2 separate regions of the Rattus norvegicus genome follow, and region 1 is linked to region 2. The links are chromatin contacts, called in public Hi-C maps. All regions are on one chromosome and are shown on one strand. The core of a region is the stretch at or near the end of the contact, and the rest is flanking DNA. Distances in the headings are between cores, read along the strand shown.

The links. A called contact is a pair of places that touch in the nucleus more often than the background predicts.
Region 1: a Hi-C map of frontal cortex shows a contact between it and region 2, with 2.1 times the contacts expected there. The contact joins the enhancer-like site here to the promoter of Wnk2 in region 2. A contact is called at or near these places in 1 of 12 Hi-C or Micro-C datasets (frontal cortex) and 1 of 1 datasets of contacts at active chromatin or transcription factors (oligodendrocytes).

What each region holds. Positions count from the first base shown.
Region 1 is chr17:15,782,752-15,787,120 of GRCr8, reverse strand. Wnk2 (WNK lysine deficient protein kinase 2) reads right to left here. Exons shown (of 27, transcript NM_001191556.1): 12 at 2,399-2,692; 13 at 1,889-1,938; 14 at 929-1,097; 15 at 744-860. Among named protein-coding and RNA genes, the nearest start is that of Trnaa-ugc8, 37 kb to the left of the region's middle. Within about 2 kb of position 2,365, at least 19 of the 93 cell types and tissues checked have an H3K27ac peak or open chromatin away from gene starts, as enhancers often do.
Region 2 is chr17:15,708,280-15,712,294 of GRCr8, reverse strand. It overlaps Wnk2 (WNK lysine deficient protein kinase 2), which reads right to left and starts at 1,638. Exons shown (of 27, transcript NM_001191556.1): 1 at 878-1,638. The coding sequence starts at 1,558.

The DNA of each region.
Region 1 (4,369 bases), core at 1,116-3,615, 74 kb before region 2:
AATGTGGACGGGAGTGCCGGACTGAATACAAAGGAGAAAGCTGGCTGGGTACCAGCATTCGCCTCTCTCTCTCTCTCTCTCTCTCTCTCTCTCTCTCTCTCTCTCTCTCCTTACTGACTGTGGGTCCAAGGTGACAAGCCATCTCACACTCCTGTTGCCAAGACCTTCTCTAGCCGTGAGCTAAATTAAACACTTCCTTCCCTGCTTCTGTCAGGTGTTTTGTCTCAGCAGTGAAACGAGTAACTGAGTAACTCCCACCATGCCCCAGCCACCATCTACACCTGCGCTTCCACTGACGCCTCCAACCCCAAACGGGCAGGGAGCAAGGCAGGGGGCCATCGGGAAGCATGGGCTGTCTGGACTCTCACATACTGCTTAGTGGGGAGAGCTTTTAGGTAACTAAGTGTCTCAATCCTTTACGGAGTCCGTAGGAGGAGAAAACAATAGAATGAGACTCCGGAGGGCCAGGGTATCCAGGGGAAACCTGAACCTGAGACCAAAAGGATGTAGTTTAGATTGAGAGCTGTGCAGGTGCTTTGCACCTGAATTGTCCTTACACAGGAGTCACCTGCAGGAAGCTGATGCTCTCCCTGGATATCCACAGCTCTGGGGACAGTTGCTAAGTTTTGTGCCCGACCCACAGGCCACCCAAACACCTCCATGCAGGACTGAACTCAACGTTTTAACTTTTACAAGAGTCTACGGACCTCAAGGAGGCGGCCTCACCCCTGACCCAGCCTTACCATGTATGTGGCAATCTCATCTGGAGCGTCCCCATCGAGGTCAAACTTGAAGGTCACCATCTTGTGGTTATGCGTCTCCAGCTGACACTCCACCATCTTGTCCCCCGTGTTACACACCTGTAGGAAGTCACGATCAGATTGCAGAGGACGTCACACCCATGTGCCCCAAACAGCAGGTCACTCACATTCAGGATAGTGAGCCGGGGCCGGCTGGCCCTCTCCTGCCGGGAGCGTGCACGAGTGGACCTACGGTGGTGTTTCCGGGCAGCCCTTCCCTCCAGCCTGCCCGTTCCAAAGGTGCCTTCACAGTTGTCACTCAGATCTCTTCCAGAGGTGACATCAGAACCTCCCAAGCTGAGGGGAAACCAAGGATGTTAACGGCATACATGGATTACCAGAAAATGTCTACCCTCGGAGCTTTAAAGCCTTAAGTGCCTAGAGTTGAGACCTGCAGGAATGATACTCAGCCTGCAAGGGGACCCAAAACCTCTCTCTCTTTTCCTCCAGTGCCCACCCGGTACCACCCAGGGGCCAGGGGAAGCACTAGCTTCCCAGTGACGGGCTGGATGGTTTGCTAGGCCCTTCTGCCTGTGAAGTGGATCTGCATGCTTCTCTTTCCCCATTTGAACAACAAGATCTCAGGCCTTCTGGGATGTTGTGAGGGCTGTGGAGTCCGCTGAGCTTCCTGCTTGCACAACATCCACTTTCCCTCGGTGGTGGGATCCCAGCTCCCTCCCTTACCCACCTCAGTAAGGACCACCACTGCCACCCCAGATCACAGGAGGAGAAACCTGGACATCTGGACCTAGGTATACCACACAGTACTGAGACTCTGCCCATGACCTGCCCCTTTTGGAATGCCCTCAGCACAAGAACTAGTGCTAGGATCCATAGCTCATCAGGGACCAAGGACAACCAGAACTCAACCTGGACTGACGAAGCCCAGAAAGACGCTCCCTGAGCCACTCTGGCTCAGATTTGGGAAAGGGATGTGGGCGTGCAATATCTGTTAAAAAAAATCCTGATAGTGCCCTGGAAAAGTAGGGCAGGATCTGAATGAAAGTGCCAAGCAGTGCTAGGCTGGGCTAAACTGGCTCCTGAGCCTGCACCCGCCCCCCCATCCTGAGGGCGAGGCCGAGCGGTACCTCTCACAGCTCTGTGGGGGGCCCGGGGGTTTGTCTTGTGAGACCTGCTCCTAAAATAAGAACAGAGTAAAGAGAACAGGGTTACATTGTGCTGATCTGCCTCCCCTCAGCAGGGAAGCCAGCCACAGCATGCAGCTGCCTCCCCACCACCTCTGAGGCTCTCCCCACACAGAGCCCAGTGTGTGGTAAGGGTAATCTTTAAAGGCTTAGAGGCAAGCAGATTCTTGAAACCCAGGGTTGCTTCCTTCCACAAATTGCTAACCTACTTTGATCATTCCCTAAAAAGGACACGCAGGGTTTGCAAAAGCCCTCGGCAACCTGTATACACTCTCTGAGGAAAACCCATTTCTGAAATCCATGCTCTTCCTCCTAATGTGGGCCAGGGCAGAGCGAGAGGCAAAGCAGCTTGGAGTAGCTCTGTTCCAGCGCCCCCTGTGCCTCCTGCAAGCTTCCCTCACCTCGAGGGCTGAGACCCCAGGTGGCTTGAGCAGGGGACAGGGGCGCACACACCTCTTGAGCTGCTTCCACCGTCAGCTGGACAGCAGGGCAGGGGCCAGCGACTGCAGGCCCAGTGGGCAGAGGTGGGTTTGTTGGTGGGAGGAGTGTAGAGGTCTGTGTGGGCACACTCTGAGAAGCTGCGACCACCGTAGGGGCCAGAGAGCTGGGGAGCTTGGGCAGGAGCTCAGGGACAGTAGGCAGCAGAGTATCTGGCAGAGGAGGGGAAAGGACAGCAGGCGGCAGGGACACAGCAGAGACTGGAGCAGCAACATCCGTGGTGTACGAAGGAGGGTGGCCCAGCAGGACCTGGGGGGCACAAGGGATAAGAACACAGGCTGAGTGCCAGGGGGCAGTGGCAGAGGCTGTGCCTAGCTACCTCAGTGCACACACCTTAGGAAGGGTGAAGGAAAGACCCTTTCCTATCCCGCGTGTTTCCCGAAAGCAGTCCCTGTCTTAAAGCACATCTGGAGTGTGGATTTGGCAGAAGCGAGAGGACATGAGCCTCCGAACACAGCTCTGTGTGGGAAGACAGAGGCCTAGACGCCTAGGAACTTCAGGATAAGCCCAGATGAAAGAAGAGTTAGAAGGTAACACACACTTAGTGTCTAAGCTGGGCTCTGGTGGTTTCCCTGGTATATCAACATCTTGCTTCTCTAGCCTTCAACCCAGTTCAGAGCATGGGGTAGCTGTTCCTAGTCATAGGTGCACTCTGAAGAGTACTCAGATACCTGCCGTCTCTCAGGAGACAAGGAATTCGGGCTAATTACCCCACCCTCCTGCCCCGTGACTGTTTCTCTCAAATAGCTCTTTGGGAGTGAAAAGTAAAAAAAAAAAAAAAAAAGAAAGAGAAAGAAGATTTCGGTGTGAGAACCATCCACAGCCCTGGGAGGGCTGAGAGGCTGGAGATTCAGTCACTTTCTTCTCTCAGGAAAAGGAACAGCAACATTCACTTAGACCTATGCTTGGTTAGCAACCCCTGCAGCCTCAGAGGCCACTTCTTTCCTGGACACACACTCCCTCTGCTGGAAGGGATGCCCGAGGGCAGCCAGCCCAGCTCATCAATAAACTTCCGAAGTTAAATGTAATTTAAAAAAATTTAAAAGGGGGTCAATGCCCTGGATAGTTTTGTGTTAGCTTGACCCAACTGAGAGTCATCAGAGAGGAGAGAGCCTCAGTTGAGGAAACGCATCCCTAAGATCAGGCTGGAGGCAAGCCTGTGGGGCATTTTCTTAATTAGTGATCAAAGGGGAAGGGCTCAGCCTTTGTGGGTGGGGCTATCCCTGGGCTGGTGGTCTTGGGTTCTATAAGAAAGCAGGCTGAGCAAGCCAGGGGAAGCAAGCCAGTAAGCAGCACCCCTCCATGGAATCTGCTCCTGCCTTCAGGTTCCTGCCCTGTTTGGGTTCCTGTCCTGACTTCCTCCCGTGATGCAGAGTGATGTGGAAATATAAGACAGATAAACCCTTTTCTCCCCAAGCTGCTCTTGGTAATAGTGTTTTGCCATAGCAACAATAACCTTAACTGAGACTGTCAGCCAGATGGCTCAGTGGGTAAAGGCCTTGCCTTCAAACGTAATGATCCAAGCTTGATTCCTGGGACCCACATGATAGGAAGAGAAAAAGCAACTCCTGTGAGGTCACTCTACATGTGTACTGTGGCAACACATGAACAATTCCCCCTATTAAATGAATACATATCTGCTATTTGAAAAAACAAAAACAAAAACAAAACAAAACATAAAGCAGGCTGGAAGCAGTGGCTCAGTGTTTGAGCACACACTGCCTGCTCTTGCAAAGGACCCAGGTTTGTTTCCCAGCATTCATGTTGGGCAGTCACAACAACCCATAACTCCAGCTCTATAGGGATCCAATGCCTCCGTGGACACCTCCACTCACATACCTAGACACATAATTAAAAATAAAAATAAATCTTTTTTAAGATTAAAAATAAACCTCTAGAAGCTCTACTAGTCAATGGAAGAACCGC
Region 2 (4,015 bases), core at 389-2,888:
CTGTAAACACCCCTTGTGACAGGAGCTGCCTCCCCTTCCAAGGCTGGCCCCAGGACGGCTAGGGTTGCGGTTTATATAATCTTCAGGCCCAGGGCTGACACAGCTAACGTGAGGGCAAGGTTATGAAAAATACATGCTGAGCCTCTCTTCCAGAAAAGAAAGGAAAAAAAGAGAGACAGAAACAGAGATAGAAGTAGAAGGAAGAAGGGGGTAGGGAAGAGGTAGAGAGAGAGAGAAAGAAGACAGGCATTTTTTTTTTGTTTCATGACTTTCACGCACTCATCTAATGTGTGAACAAACCAGGCTCTTAGACACCAGGAAGCTGCTGACAGAGCTTCTAGGCCTTGGCCCGCAGGGCCCCAAGGACCCACCAGGCTTCATTCCTGAGACCCAGGAAGCCCTTGCGGGCATCTGCAGCTATCACACCTATATCTTGCAGGGCAAAGGAAAATGCTAATTTGAGGGCAGCTGGGAACCTCCAAGTCCGCTAGAAAAGGGCTCAGAGACAGCCTTCTCTCTCACTACCCTCGGGTCTCTACTGAGTCAATAAAAGTGGGTTCTGAGGACGGACCAGGAGCATGGGCTGACAGAATGAATATCCACTGCCTACTCCAGAACCTATGTCACCATGGGCATGGTTGGGTACAGCACATACCCAGCCTTGACCTCCAAGATGACAAGCCTCAACCTGTGCACAGGTCCAGAAACAGCACCAACAGGCTATCCATTACACACCGTACATGTCCTGCAGGACACCCACACAGATGGTGACACATACCAGCCACCATCCCCAGGGCTGCCTAAAGCCCTGCATAGGAGCAAGGACACACCCAAGGACGCATATGCTGACAGCCCACCTGCGGGCAGCGGCGCTCACCTGCAGTTCACACCATGCTACCTCCACCCAGGTCTCCGTGTCCAGCCCCTTGTAGACCGTCTTGAAGGAGCCCCGGCCCAGCTCGATGTCGAACTTGAGGAAGCGGCCGTCCAAAGAGGTAGCCACAGCCTTGAGGTCGTCCTCATCGTCCTCCTCCTCCTCAGGTTCATCCTTGCGTGCGCGCCCGGGCTCCGGCTTTGCCTCGGTAGCTCCAGTGTCCTCCTGGGTTGGGGCGGGCGCCTCCTCCTGCCGCGGGCCGCCGTCGGGGACCGGGGTGGCTGCAGCTGACGCGGTGGTGGGATCTGGGCTGGGCTCCTGCGTGCCCGCTCGCTCCGGGCCAGGGTCCGAGGGGGCACTCGGGGAGCCAGGAGGCGCAGCGGGCGCGGCAGGCGCGGGCGCGGCGGGGCGGCCCCGGGCGCGCTCCGCGATGAGGCGGCGCGTCTTGCAGAGTAGAAGCACCCTGCGCTGCAGGGGCTGTGGGGGCTGCGCGCTCGGCGTCTCGGCCGCCTCCAGGCCCGGCGGCTCCTCCTGGTCCGACTCCACCACGCTGCGCCGCAGGAAGCGCTGGGGCCCGAGCCGCGCCGCCCTCGCTCGCGGCTCCGCCATGCCCGCCGACCCCGTGCCGCGCCCGGCCTCCATCAACGCGCCGGGGGCGTCTCGGCGGCCGCCATCGCCGTCCATCTCTGCGGGCCAAGGACACACGGGCCCCGCGTGAGCGCCAGCCCCGCCGCACCTGCCTGGGCCGCGGGATGAGACAGCGCCGCCTCTGGGCCCGCGCCCTGCCCAGCCCCACCGCAGAAGTGGCCTGCCGGGCGGTCCTCTGCGGGCTCCGGGGAGAGGGGCTGCAGATCTGCTCCCGAGGCGTGGATTGCAAGGGGATGCCCTGCCTCACTCAGCCCCGAGCCGGGAACATGGCCTGTCTCAAGCTGTCCCAGGGACTCCACAGGGGACGACCTGCTAGGTGTCCCTGAGGGCCCAGAGGAGCTACAGAGGGCTCCAGAGGCTGGAAAAAAGGGTCAAAGCCAGCACAGAGGCGACCCCGTTAGGCTATCCCGCGGGCGGGTGGGAAGGGGACAGGGAGGCCCGCGGTAAGGGGAAGCACCGGACAGGAGCCTGCTCCACAAAGGACGCGGGCCCGGGGCGCGCGGGGAGGGGGCTGCGGCGGCGCGGCGCGCACACAAAGGCGGCGAGCGGGAGGGCTCGATACTCACAGGGCGAGCGGGCGCTGTCCATGCCCGCAGCCCGGGGACCGGGGCGAGCGAGGCGGGCGAGGCCGCGCTCTGGGGTAGGAGTCTTCTCTAGGGGCCGCGTCGCGCTGGGGCGGGGTCCTGACTGGGGCGGGGGTCGCCAGGCCGTTCTGCTCTTGCGTGCTGCTCCCTCGGGCCGGGCCGCTGCGGGGCCGCGCTCCCGCGTGCTCCTGCCGGCTCCGCGCGCCTCCGCTCCCGCACCGGCTCCGAACTAGCGCGCGGGGAAGGCGGGGCTTCCGTTCGTCCCACCCTCCCCAAGACCAGAGCGCGGGGCGGGGCCTGGCACGCCCACCTGGCTGCGGCTGAGCGCCGCCACCTGCGGGATGCTCCCCATCGCCTCCACCTGAGGCTAGAGTCCCATTTCGGCGCCTGGCCCTGAAGCTCTTTGGAAGTGGTCCGCTGAACTGTGGACCTTGAGGGGCTCTATATTCCCCGGAGGTGGCAGGCCACAGACAACGTGACTTAGCCAGAGCTCCGAATCCTGGAACGTATGCCAAGACAAAACAGACAACCCCAGGGTATCCTACTCTCAGGAGCCCAAGCATGGTCACAAAATTGGAGCGTCTTCCGGACCTTTCTGTATTGCCAGGATATGGGAAAACCTCACTATCATCCACGGAAGTTAGTACCAGTAAGCACTGCGTTCCCTTTTTCGATTAAGCAAATCCAGATCTCAAAGACAGATGTCCTTTGCCCTGATCAGTGGCGTGGTGACCCAAGCCTGTAATCCCAACACCAAGGGGAGGAGGCAGAAGGATACTTGATCCGGGAGTAGGACCACATGGCAACAAAGAAACCGTCTCAAAAATAAATGATAGATAGAAATAGAAAGGACTTCTCTGGCCTAAATCTCAGAGGTCCCAAGATGGAGACTGGAAGAGATTTCCAGAAACCTCTTGACTCACCATGTTGATTGTTATCTCCCCCCAATCCCCAGGACTCACAACTTCCTGAGCTACTCAACTCCTACAGACAAGCCCCTCCCCCAGGGGTCTCTGAACCGACTGCAAAGGTCACAGAAGACTGAACTGATTTCTGAGCCCGTGCTAGGCACCTGCTTAAACCCACTTCTCACCTGCGCTCGCTCCTTGTGACACACATCATGGGGTCCACTTCACCTGAAGAAAACAGCGCAAAGGAAGATACCAGAATGTTCTGATCTCTTAGCTCACCCTGATGGCGCGGCACCCTGTCAAAGATGCATGTTACAAATATGAAGGGATGCCCAAGGGCTGCTGGCCCCGAGAGCCTTCGACATCAGCAACTCACGTGACACAAAAGCCAACGCTGACAGAACAGTTACCCAGTGATAGGATTTCCCTGGCTCTGCTAGGGTCTGGCAGTGGGTTCTAATAGCAGTCAAAAGTTACTTTATAAGACTGATAACCAAATCTTTTCCTAGCTGAGTTGGGTGGTAGCACACTGTCAGTCTTCTAAAAGGGGGACGATAGGGCTACTTACATTATGAAAACTGAGAGCCATCTAACGTCAGGACTCCACCGTATACCCCAGAGACCCACTGGTTAAATCGTGCGCTTGGCACTGGGCTAGGCATTTGTCAGATGCCTGTTAATTTGTATTATCTCATTTCTCATCTACCTTGGGAGTCAGGCGTGAACGCAAAGCCCACTCAAGCCGGAAGCAGAGCACAGGTGCCAGCCCTGCAGGTCTGCAAGTCCCTGGAGATGGGGATCCAAGCTGCACATCCCAGGCTGGGGCGGAATGTGAGCGAGGACCTTTGTGTCTTCGCCAAGGAGGCTAAAGACCCCAGCATTGGCTCTCCTAACCTGAATCTGCAGGTTAATTTCTCCCGGACTGGGTTTATCCGGCAAAGGCCCTCTAGGTCCTGACATGTGTATGCAAGCTATATGTAGGGCCTATGTATGAGAAA